3 separate regions of the Sus scrofa genome follow, and all the other regions are linked to region 1. Evidence: chromatin contacts called from public promoter capture Hi-C data. All regions are on one chromosome and are shown on one strand. The core of a region is the stretch at or near the end of the contact, and the rest is flanking DNA. Distances in the headings are between cores, read along the strand shown. Region 1 holds the start of PDE7A (high affinity cAMP-specific 3',5'-cyclic phosphodiesterase 7A). Region 2 holds the start of MYBL1 (myb-related protein A). Region 3 holds the start of LOC100521447 (serine/threonine-protein kinase Sgk3).

Region 1 (2,700 bases), core at 63-2,562:
CTGAGGGTGTAGGGTGGGTGGGATCAGCCTACGCAGGAGGCGCGATTCTGGCCTTTTGACTCCAGAGACCCAAAGCACGCGGCCCACTCGGAGCGCTCAGCCCTGACCCTGGGGTCACCGCCGCGTTTCCCTCCTTGAATTCCCATTCTTGGGCTTCGCTGGGGACCGCTGCGGCAGTGACGTCAGCGGGCCGCGCGGGCACCGTCCTCCCCGCTACGTCACTGCCAGTCTCTCGGCGGGGACTGGCTCGGGCTCCCCGCTAGCAGGTGCGGGGGGCCCGGGCTGTCCCGGGCTGAGGGGCTAAGAGCCGAGCAGAGAATGCGGGCGTGAGGAGGGGGCGGGGAGGGGGTTGGTGGGAAAACACCGAGACTGAGAAAGAAGTGAGAGTACGCACTGGAAAAAATGAGAAAGGATGAACATGAGAAGACAAAGGGGAAAGGAGACTGCATACCCTTTTACCAAAAGTGTTTTTGTTTCTTGGCTTTGATTTTGAGAAGGTGGGAGAAAATAAAAGAACTTTTCGACCTAGTTTGTAAACTGGATATGTAATTTGTAGGTTTATTTTGTCACATTTTCCCCAAAACTGTCAAAGATTTTCAGCTGCAAGCTTTTGTTTCAAATGCATTCCAGCTTCTGGGATGTCAGCCTGAACAAGCACTCCCCTGCCGGCAAAATTGTTGACTTGGCTCCTCTCTCAAAGCACCCACTCTTCCAGTTATGTGCTATGACCAGCCACTGGCAAGGTGGCAGGTCTTTGGAAGTATTGCCTAGCCCGTGCCTGTGAGATCAGGTATCATATGCTCATGATCCCATAAATCAACAGAAGTCTGCAAGACCTTTTATCATCTTTCCATGGCATCTGTTTCTTTTATAGCATTTAAAACTTTCTACCTCCTCATGGTAATTTTCTACTTTTCTGCTCGCTACTATTTTTTTTGGGGGGGGGCGCTTTTTAGGGCCTCACCCGTGGCATATGGAGGTTCCCAGGCAAGGGCCAAATTGGAGCTGCAGCTCCTGGCCTACACCACAGCAATGCAAGACCCAACCACGTCTGCAGCCTATAACACAGCTCACAGCAACGCAGGATCCTTAATCCTTAATGCTGGATCCTTAACCCACTGAGGGAGGCCAGGGATTGAACCTGCAACCTTACGGATACCAGTCCACTGAGCCATGACTGGAACCCTGCTCTCTACTATTAAAAGAATATAACTTCCATTGTGGTTTCATGGATTTTTTTCTTCACTTGATAGTAAGCTCCCCTTTAGCACCCTGTTAACCACCCAGGTTCTTGGACTCTTTAATCAATAGAAATTGATAAGAGGCCAGGCTTTATTCGCTGCAGCAGGAGAGAGTGAAAACAAGCCAGTTCCTTTGCTGGCTCCTGGGAGTGGGTGGGTGTGTGGGGAGTTGGTCCCTTAAATGGGGTCAGGGTAGGGGCAGATCCTCCTGCTGGATGCAGGGATCATGTGCGATACCCTGCTTTTGCTCTCAATATCTCAGCTGAGTTTGGGTCTTTTTGTATCTTGTTATTCATAATTTGCCCCAACTGCAGCATTTGTTCAGGTGTAAGCACTGCAGCAAAGGGTCCCAGGTCCGCAGTTCCAGCCTGTCTCACACCAACTTACCCAACTCATCTTTGAAACCCCAATTACTCCCACAACATCCAGTAGATGTATGGAGCATCCTCTGTATTTTCTCTTATTTACTTCTGACAAAAACCCCGTAGAGTAATAGTTTCTAAATTGAAGCTGGGCTCGGAGTCAGAACTTGCCTTAAATCTCCCACAGATAAATGGCAAAACTTACCTCAAATAATGTTGAGTTTTGTGTCATCTAAACACCCAGAAGGTAGTATTGGTGTGATACTAGACAATATATGCTGAAGTGACTCTGTTCCATTAAGTCATTCAATAGGACTCAGGGCACTAACCAATGCATCTCCCTCCAACAGAGAGGTGAGCTAATATGTACTATGTATTCACTGTGAAACACTATGGGTATTCTACATACAATCTTCAACTTAACCCTACACAACAGCCACTATGGGAACTCCTACGTAAGTAAAAACTTGATCGCAATTCTACAGATGGGGAGTCAGGTTTCAAGACCCTAAATTGTTTGTGCCACCAATCTCTGTTCTGTATGACCTCAGAGCCATGCATTTTCACCAAACCATGTGGTTTCTCAAGACCAGAACTTCAACTCTTCACAGTATACTTTATCGTATTGGAAAGTATATTAGCATTCTTCAGAAAAGCAGAACTGGAGTTCCCACTGTGGCTCAGCTATAGTGGACCCAACTAAGAACCATGAGGATGCAGGTTCAATCTCTGGCCTTGCTCAGTGGGTTAAGGATCTAGAGTTGCCCTGAGCTGTCGTGTAGGTCACAGACTCAGCTCAGATACCACGTTACTTTGGCTTCGGTGTAGGCCGGCAGCTGAAGCTCTGATTGGACCCCTAGCCTGGGAACATCCATGTACTGCAGGCACATCCCCAGAAAAGAAAAAAAGAAAGAAAAAGAAAAGCAGAACCATACGATATACTGGGCCGGGTGGGGAGGGGGGTGCAGAGCTTGATTTGTCGCACATGCACCTCACCCAGGATGAAGACAGGCTGGAGGAGCTGCAGGCCTAGCTCTGGCCTCTTGCCAATGAGGTGAGTTGGATCACATGCGCAAAATCACCTTGGTGCCTGGGAC
Region 2 (2,700 bases), core at 26-2,525, 660 kb after region 1:
TTGTCATCTAAGTGATTACTACACACAATTTAGGAGTAGCTACTGTAGTGACATATTAACAAAGATGACATGCATAAGTTCAATCTAGCAAGTTTCCAACAAAAGCCATGTCCTGTCTCTGTGCAACACTTCCGTAGACACACAAAATATTAAGTGAATCAAACACATTGTTTTATTTTAAGATCAAGCTACTGGCGGTAACAGTGTGACATCTCCCAGTAGAGGATATTAAATACATATATATATATATATATATACACATAACACTAAAACCATGAGGATGGTAATTACAGAAAACATCAAAAAGAGCCTCTCTACTCATGATTCCTCAGAGGATTTCCATACCTTTCAAGGTGGCAGAGATGGCCGAGGGGTCCCCACCTATATTTAACACAAGAGTTCCTATTTTTAACAGGTCCAGTAATTCAGAGAAAAAGAGGCCCTCTGAATGCCACTTTGAGGTCGTCCGGCCAGGTCAGTACCCCAGCCTCACCAGAGGAGCGGACTCCCTGAAAGCACACAGACTTACCTGCCAAGAAACTCCCACCAAGAACTTGCCGCGAGAGATTGTGGGTCCGGACGTGCGCTGGGGGGGGAGAAGGGACTCAAGGAAGCAACCCGGGCATCTGTTGCTCACTTCGTGAGTCTTAAACACACCGGTCCCCGACTCTCCACACGTCACAGCTGCGCTCCGGCCAGCGTGCCGAAGCGGCTGTGGAGCAGCGGGCAGGATAACCTCGGCCCGGGCTAGGCAGGGCCTGGTGGGGAAGCGGCGGGAAAGGCAGGATGATCTGAGCCGAGACTGTGCCGACAGGCCTGGAGAAGGGGATGTCACCCACCTGCGCGACCTCTTCGCCATCCTTCAAGTACCGCATAGGCGCAGGCTGGGCGGGGACGCAGTTCAGCCTCCTCCAGCCTCAGGCGAATGCTCCTTCTCCCCAACCCTCCCGCCGCTTCACTCGCTCACGCTCCGAGGCGACCGAGTGCGGAACTCAAGTTCCCGGCAGAGCAGGACGGAGGGGCGGACCGAGACCCGCCCCCGGCCCGCAGCGCCGCTCCTAGCCCCGGCCTGGCCCGGTCAGGGATACCCCCAACATGTCAGCAGGCGCGCTCCTGCCCTCCGCTGGCCGCTCCCCCTGCCTCTCAACCTCCTTGCCGCGGTCCCAGCGCGGCTCCGCCGCGGGAGCCGACCCCCGCCCTCTCCCCGCAGCGAGCCGCTCTGCAGGGCTCGCAGCCTCCTGCAGGGTTTTGTCCGCACCGCCGAATCTCGCGCCCAGCCTCCCTCAAGAGCCGCCGTTTGAATCTGCGCACGCGGCCCGGAACCTCATTGGCTGTGGCGGCGGCACGCGGGGGAACGAGGGCGGGGCCGGGAGAGCGCGCGCGACTGAGGGCGGGGCTGGGGAGCTGGAAGCCGGGACTGGAACTCGCGGGAGCGGGGGAAGGAGCTGGGAGCGAGGGGGTGGGGCCGCAGGCGGGGCTCGCGGGTCTAGCTATGACAGGACCCGGAGCGCGCCCAGCGCCGCACCGCGAGGGGGCGGGGCGCCGAAGGCCGCGCGGGGCCTACTGGGAAAGCAAGTTCCAGGCTCGCGGAGAGGCTATCTGGCCGGAAACGCGGCCTGAGCCCAAATTTAACGGGATGCGGCACTGTTGTCCCTGGGGGTTGAGCTGTCCTGTCAGGGATTGTCCCCGCACCCTTCTCTCGGCCACAGCTGCTCACTCCTGGGGTGCATCCCTCCTGTTAGGAGGCGCGGTCTTCGGATTTGAGACAAATCTAACTATAAAATTTGCGCGGCCGTTATTGTTTAAGCAAAAATGAGAGCTCTTTTGGCCCAAACTTGGTAGTCAAGATTCTGTAGCAGGAAACTGAACATCAAGACCGAGCAAGAGTGTGACAGGTGGAAAAAGTTTTCAGGTAGACACGTGCTTGGAATGGAAAAGGGAAAAAAACAGGGTCTGCGGCTGGTCTTCAAAGAGCTTAATCCACTACCCGGTTCTGCAGGAAATAACTGCGGTGCGCAGTGAAGGAGCCGTGATCCCGGAGAAGAATGCGGGAAGACAGGAATGGACTGGGAATTACGCGCAGATAACCGAGCGCGGTAGTCAACAGGAGAAGGTTATCTTCCTTCGCAGGAGAGAGGGGAGGAGTAAGGAACTGCTGGGGAGGAGCTTCTAGCAGTTACAAGTACGAACTGCTCAGTTTAACTCTTATTAAAGTAGATTAATTACAGTAATGATTAGAAATGCTAAAGGATCCAAATTTGCAAGGTAACATGCTCTACTGCATAGAGCACAAAACCACATGTTAATGTAACAAAACTTACATTTTGCTATTTTGAAATTTTACGCATCAATTTTTGCAAATCAAAGATGCAGGTGCAAATGTGAATTAAGAGGCGCTTGCATGTACTACTTTCAAAACTTAAAACACCTGCCTTTTAATACTTCCTTTTTCTCAAGTTAGGTTTCTGGGACGGTAAAACAGCTTTTCTTTCAAATCATTCTTTATTGTGTTGCTAATTCATTTAAAAAAAAAAAACCCTAATTTAGAAAGTAATGTCGTTTGAAAATAGTTTTCTTATATACTCCTAGGTCTTAATACTCTGCTTATTTACATCCTAAAAGGAAACCGTCTTTCTGCTATATTTAGGCTACAGTCAGTTTTATACAGAATACCTTTTTAGAGCTTGAAGACAGGTATTT
Region 3 (2,716 bases), core at 61-2,560, 700 kb after region 1:
AGCTCCCGGCCTACCAGAGCCCGGGACACAGCATGCACCAGGCAGTGTCCATCCCCATCCACATGCACTGGAATGAGGCATTCCTGACTTTTATTGGCCCGCTTGATGTCCTCAAGAGTGTCATGCAAATACAAGAGGCTTCCGGAGCGGTCCTTGCCATATCCCACCGTATTCACATGCTCCGGTTCGATGAGGAAGGCGCGGTCACCCAGTAAAGCGCAATCGAACAGTTCGCCCTGGTTCATATCCCGGAGCAGTTTAGCCCGGCCTGTCTGCTTGTCCATTCCGTAGCGAGCTAATATGGGCGACAACAATTTGCAGTGGTAGTTGGAAAGGCCCATCACCTTTACCAGTTCCGTGTTCTTCTTGGGTGCCCCTGTCACCCCGAGGAGCGCGTTCCGCAGCAGGTTGTGTAGCACTACGTCCGGGTCAGTCACCTCCTCCACCCCCAGCAGCTGTTGCTGCTCGTGCCGCTGTCCGCACTCGGTACACTCGATGCTGACAGAACCAGAGGCCGGGAAGAACAGGCGCGCCTGGCACTTCGGATCCGGGCAGCTCCCGGAGAGGATTCTCCGGTCTCTCCGCTTCGAGAGCCCCCCCGGAGCAGCCGCCGCCGCCGCCGCCAGGGACGGCGGAGTCTGCGGAGCCTCTGGGGGAGGAGGCGGCGGCGGCAGCGGAGGCGGCGGCGGCGGCTGAGACATCGCTCTCGGTTCTCGAGTCTCGCTCCGCGACCCAAGCGACCCTCAAAGGCTCATAGCCCAGACCCCCGCCGGCCCGACTCGGTCTAGTCCAGGCCCAGGGCGAATCACTTTCCTTTCCCTACCAGCTCCTCCTCCTCCTCCTAAGCGAAGGCGGAAGCGCTGGACGTTGTTTCTCTTTTTACTTCTCCACTGCCGTAGCCGTTGCCCCGAACGTAACGGCCACCACCCTACCCCGCACTCACACTCACTCACTCTCGCTCTCTCTCCCTCAGACACACAGACATACACGCCCTCGCTGAGACTGCGCAGGCGCAGCTGCCGCTCTACCCTCTGGGAATTAGAGTTTTTCAGCCTTCTCCTAGCCCTCAAGAGGTAGGATCTTAGGGCCGCGAAGAACTACAAATACCGTGAGGGTAAGCGTTTCAGCGCCCGCGGAGAGGAGGAAGAGGAAGGCTATCGGAACGGGGACAGAAAGGAAGACTGTCACTCACGTTGCCTGCCGGGAGTTGTAGTTTTTACTGTATCTCTTTTGTCGTCTTCCTCACTTTGGGGCCCAAGCAAAATGAGTATGAGAGACCACATTTCCCAGGATGCCCTGCGGTGCGACCAGCCTCACTTCCCCCTTAGACGGAGGGGAGGATACAGGGAAACTTGGTTAAAAACAGAGTTAAAGGGAATGGGTCTCGGAAGCCGAGGGTCTGAAGTTCAAGACTCCTAGAAGGGGAGGGGAATGAAAGCCACTCAGTGAAGAAGGTACAGTAAATAAATGTCCAGCGACATGGCGGGCTGGGAAGTTAAATGAAATGGTCTAGTCTAGGCTGGAGGTCACGAGAGGAAAAGGGTGGGAATGGTGTATTAATTCTCGGAGTGTTTCTCCAGGTTTTTTTTTGTTGTTACACTCCTCTCTTCTCATTCCTATCTCTGTTACAAGCCACTGAGGCTCTTCAGCCCCGTTGTCTGCCTTTTTTCTACTCTCTGGGAAAGAGGGTCACTGAGGCGCCATTTGTTTCCTCGTTCCGTGTACGTCTTTGCAGTTTGCAGTACAGATAACAATACCTTGGATGTGTATAGAGTTTAAATATACCTAAGCCCTTTACCAATATACATATTTTATATGTACATATTTAAATATACATATATGTATGTATAATATACATACAATAATATACATATGTACAATAACTATAGATATTGTTTGTGTCTTCCAGTCCTACTCGCAGAGTCATAACAGCTATCATTTATTGTGTTCTTGATATATGCCTGTCACAGCATTTACATACACGATATCATTTGATCTTCATAATATAATAATAACCTTGTTAGGAAACACGTCCAGAAAGGAAATGACTTGCTCAAGTTCACAGGCATTCAGACCTAGATCTGTTCCCATTTTACAGACCAGGACATAGGAAAGCTTAGGACAGTACTATATAAAATAGTAACTAACTTATGGATACTATTTATAGTTTACATTCACATATATTATTTCATCCTCACACCTGTAATACCTTTACCAAAAGATATTGGGTCTGGAAACAGACCAAAAGGAGTTAAATGGCTTGTCCAAAGTCAAATCAGCAGGCTATCTCAGAGCCAGCAAGGGCTTTTTACATTTATTCCTGCAAGAGAAAAAAAAGAGTTCTTAAGCTCAGACCTTTAGTTAGGTCTCAGGGTTTCCGTTTAATGGGGCTGTAGGAATGTTTACCTTGAGGGGGGCCACAGACCTGTTTTATTACTTGTGTGCTGGGTAACTGCCTCTTCATGCAAAACACATTCATATGTTAATTGAAAGCTAGTATTATCTTAATATTGTACAGCCAGCCCCTTCAGTTATCATTCTGAAAATTCTTGCTTTCTGAGACTTTAGATAAGTGAACTGCCTCAAAATTTCTGAAACATTTGGCACAAAATAGATACATCAGTGCAGTCCCTGAGGCCACTCAAATTTTGTAGTTGCCAAGGGAACAGTTTATCTTATTAGGTTTTTTTTTTTTTTTTTTGTCTTTTTGCCATTT

Evidence for each region. Promoter capture Hi-C pulls out the DNA fragments that hold promoters and counts their contacts.
Region 2: a contact with region 1 is called in a promoter capture Hi-C map of fetal liver, with 4 times the contacts expected there. The contact joins the promoter of MYBL1 here to the promoter of PDE7A in region 1. A contact is called at or near these places in 2 of 5 promoter capture datasets (fetal liver and liver) and 2 of 47 Hi-C or Micro-C datasets (embryonic fibroblasts and retroperitoneal adipose tissue).
Region 3: a promoter capture Hi-C map of fetal liver shows a contact between it and region 1, with 4 times the contacts expected there. The contact joins the promoter of LOC100521447 here to the promoter of PDE7A in region 1. A contact is called at or near these places in 1 of 5 promoter capture datasets (fetal liver) and 1 of 47 Hi-C or Micro-C datasets (heart right ventricle).

Annotation. Positions count from the first base shown.
Region 1 is chr4:68,776,522-68,779,221 of Sscrofa11.1, reverse strand. PDE7A (high affinity cAMP-specific 3',5'-cyclic phosphodiesterase 7A) reads right to left here and starts at 1,312. Exons shown (of 13, transcript XM_021089289.1): 1 at 1-1,312.
Region 2 is chr4:68,118,653-68,121,352 of Sscrofa11.1, reverse strand. MYBL1 (myb-related protein A) reads right to left here and starts at 1,275. Exons shown (of 16, transcript XM_021089286.1): 1 at 840-1,275. The coding sequence starts at 859. LOC106510063 (a long non-coding RNA gene) reads left to right here and starts at 1,572. Exons shown (of 2, transcript XR_001308193.2): 1 at 1,572-1,912; 2 at 2,000-2,316.
Region 3 is chr4:68,071,686-68,074,401 of Sscrofa11.1, reverse strand. It overlaps LOC100521447 (serine/threonine-protein kinase Sgk3), which reads left to right and starts at 1,310. Exons shown (of 17, transcript XM_021089284.1): 1 at 1,310-1,454. VCPIP1 (deubiquitinating protein VCIP135) reads right to left here and starts at 999. Exons shown (of 3, transcript XM_003355045.4): 1 at 1-999. The coding sequence starts at 701.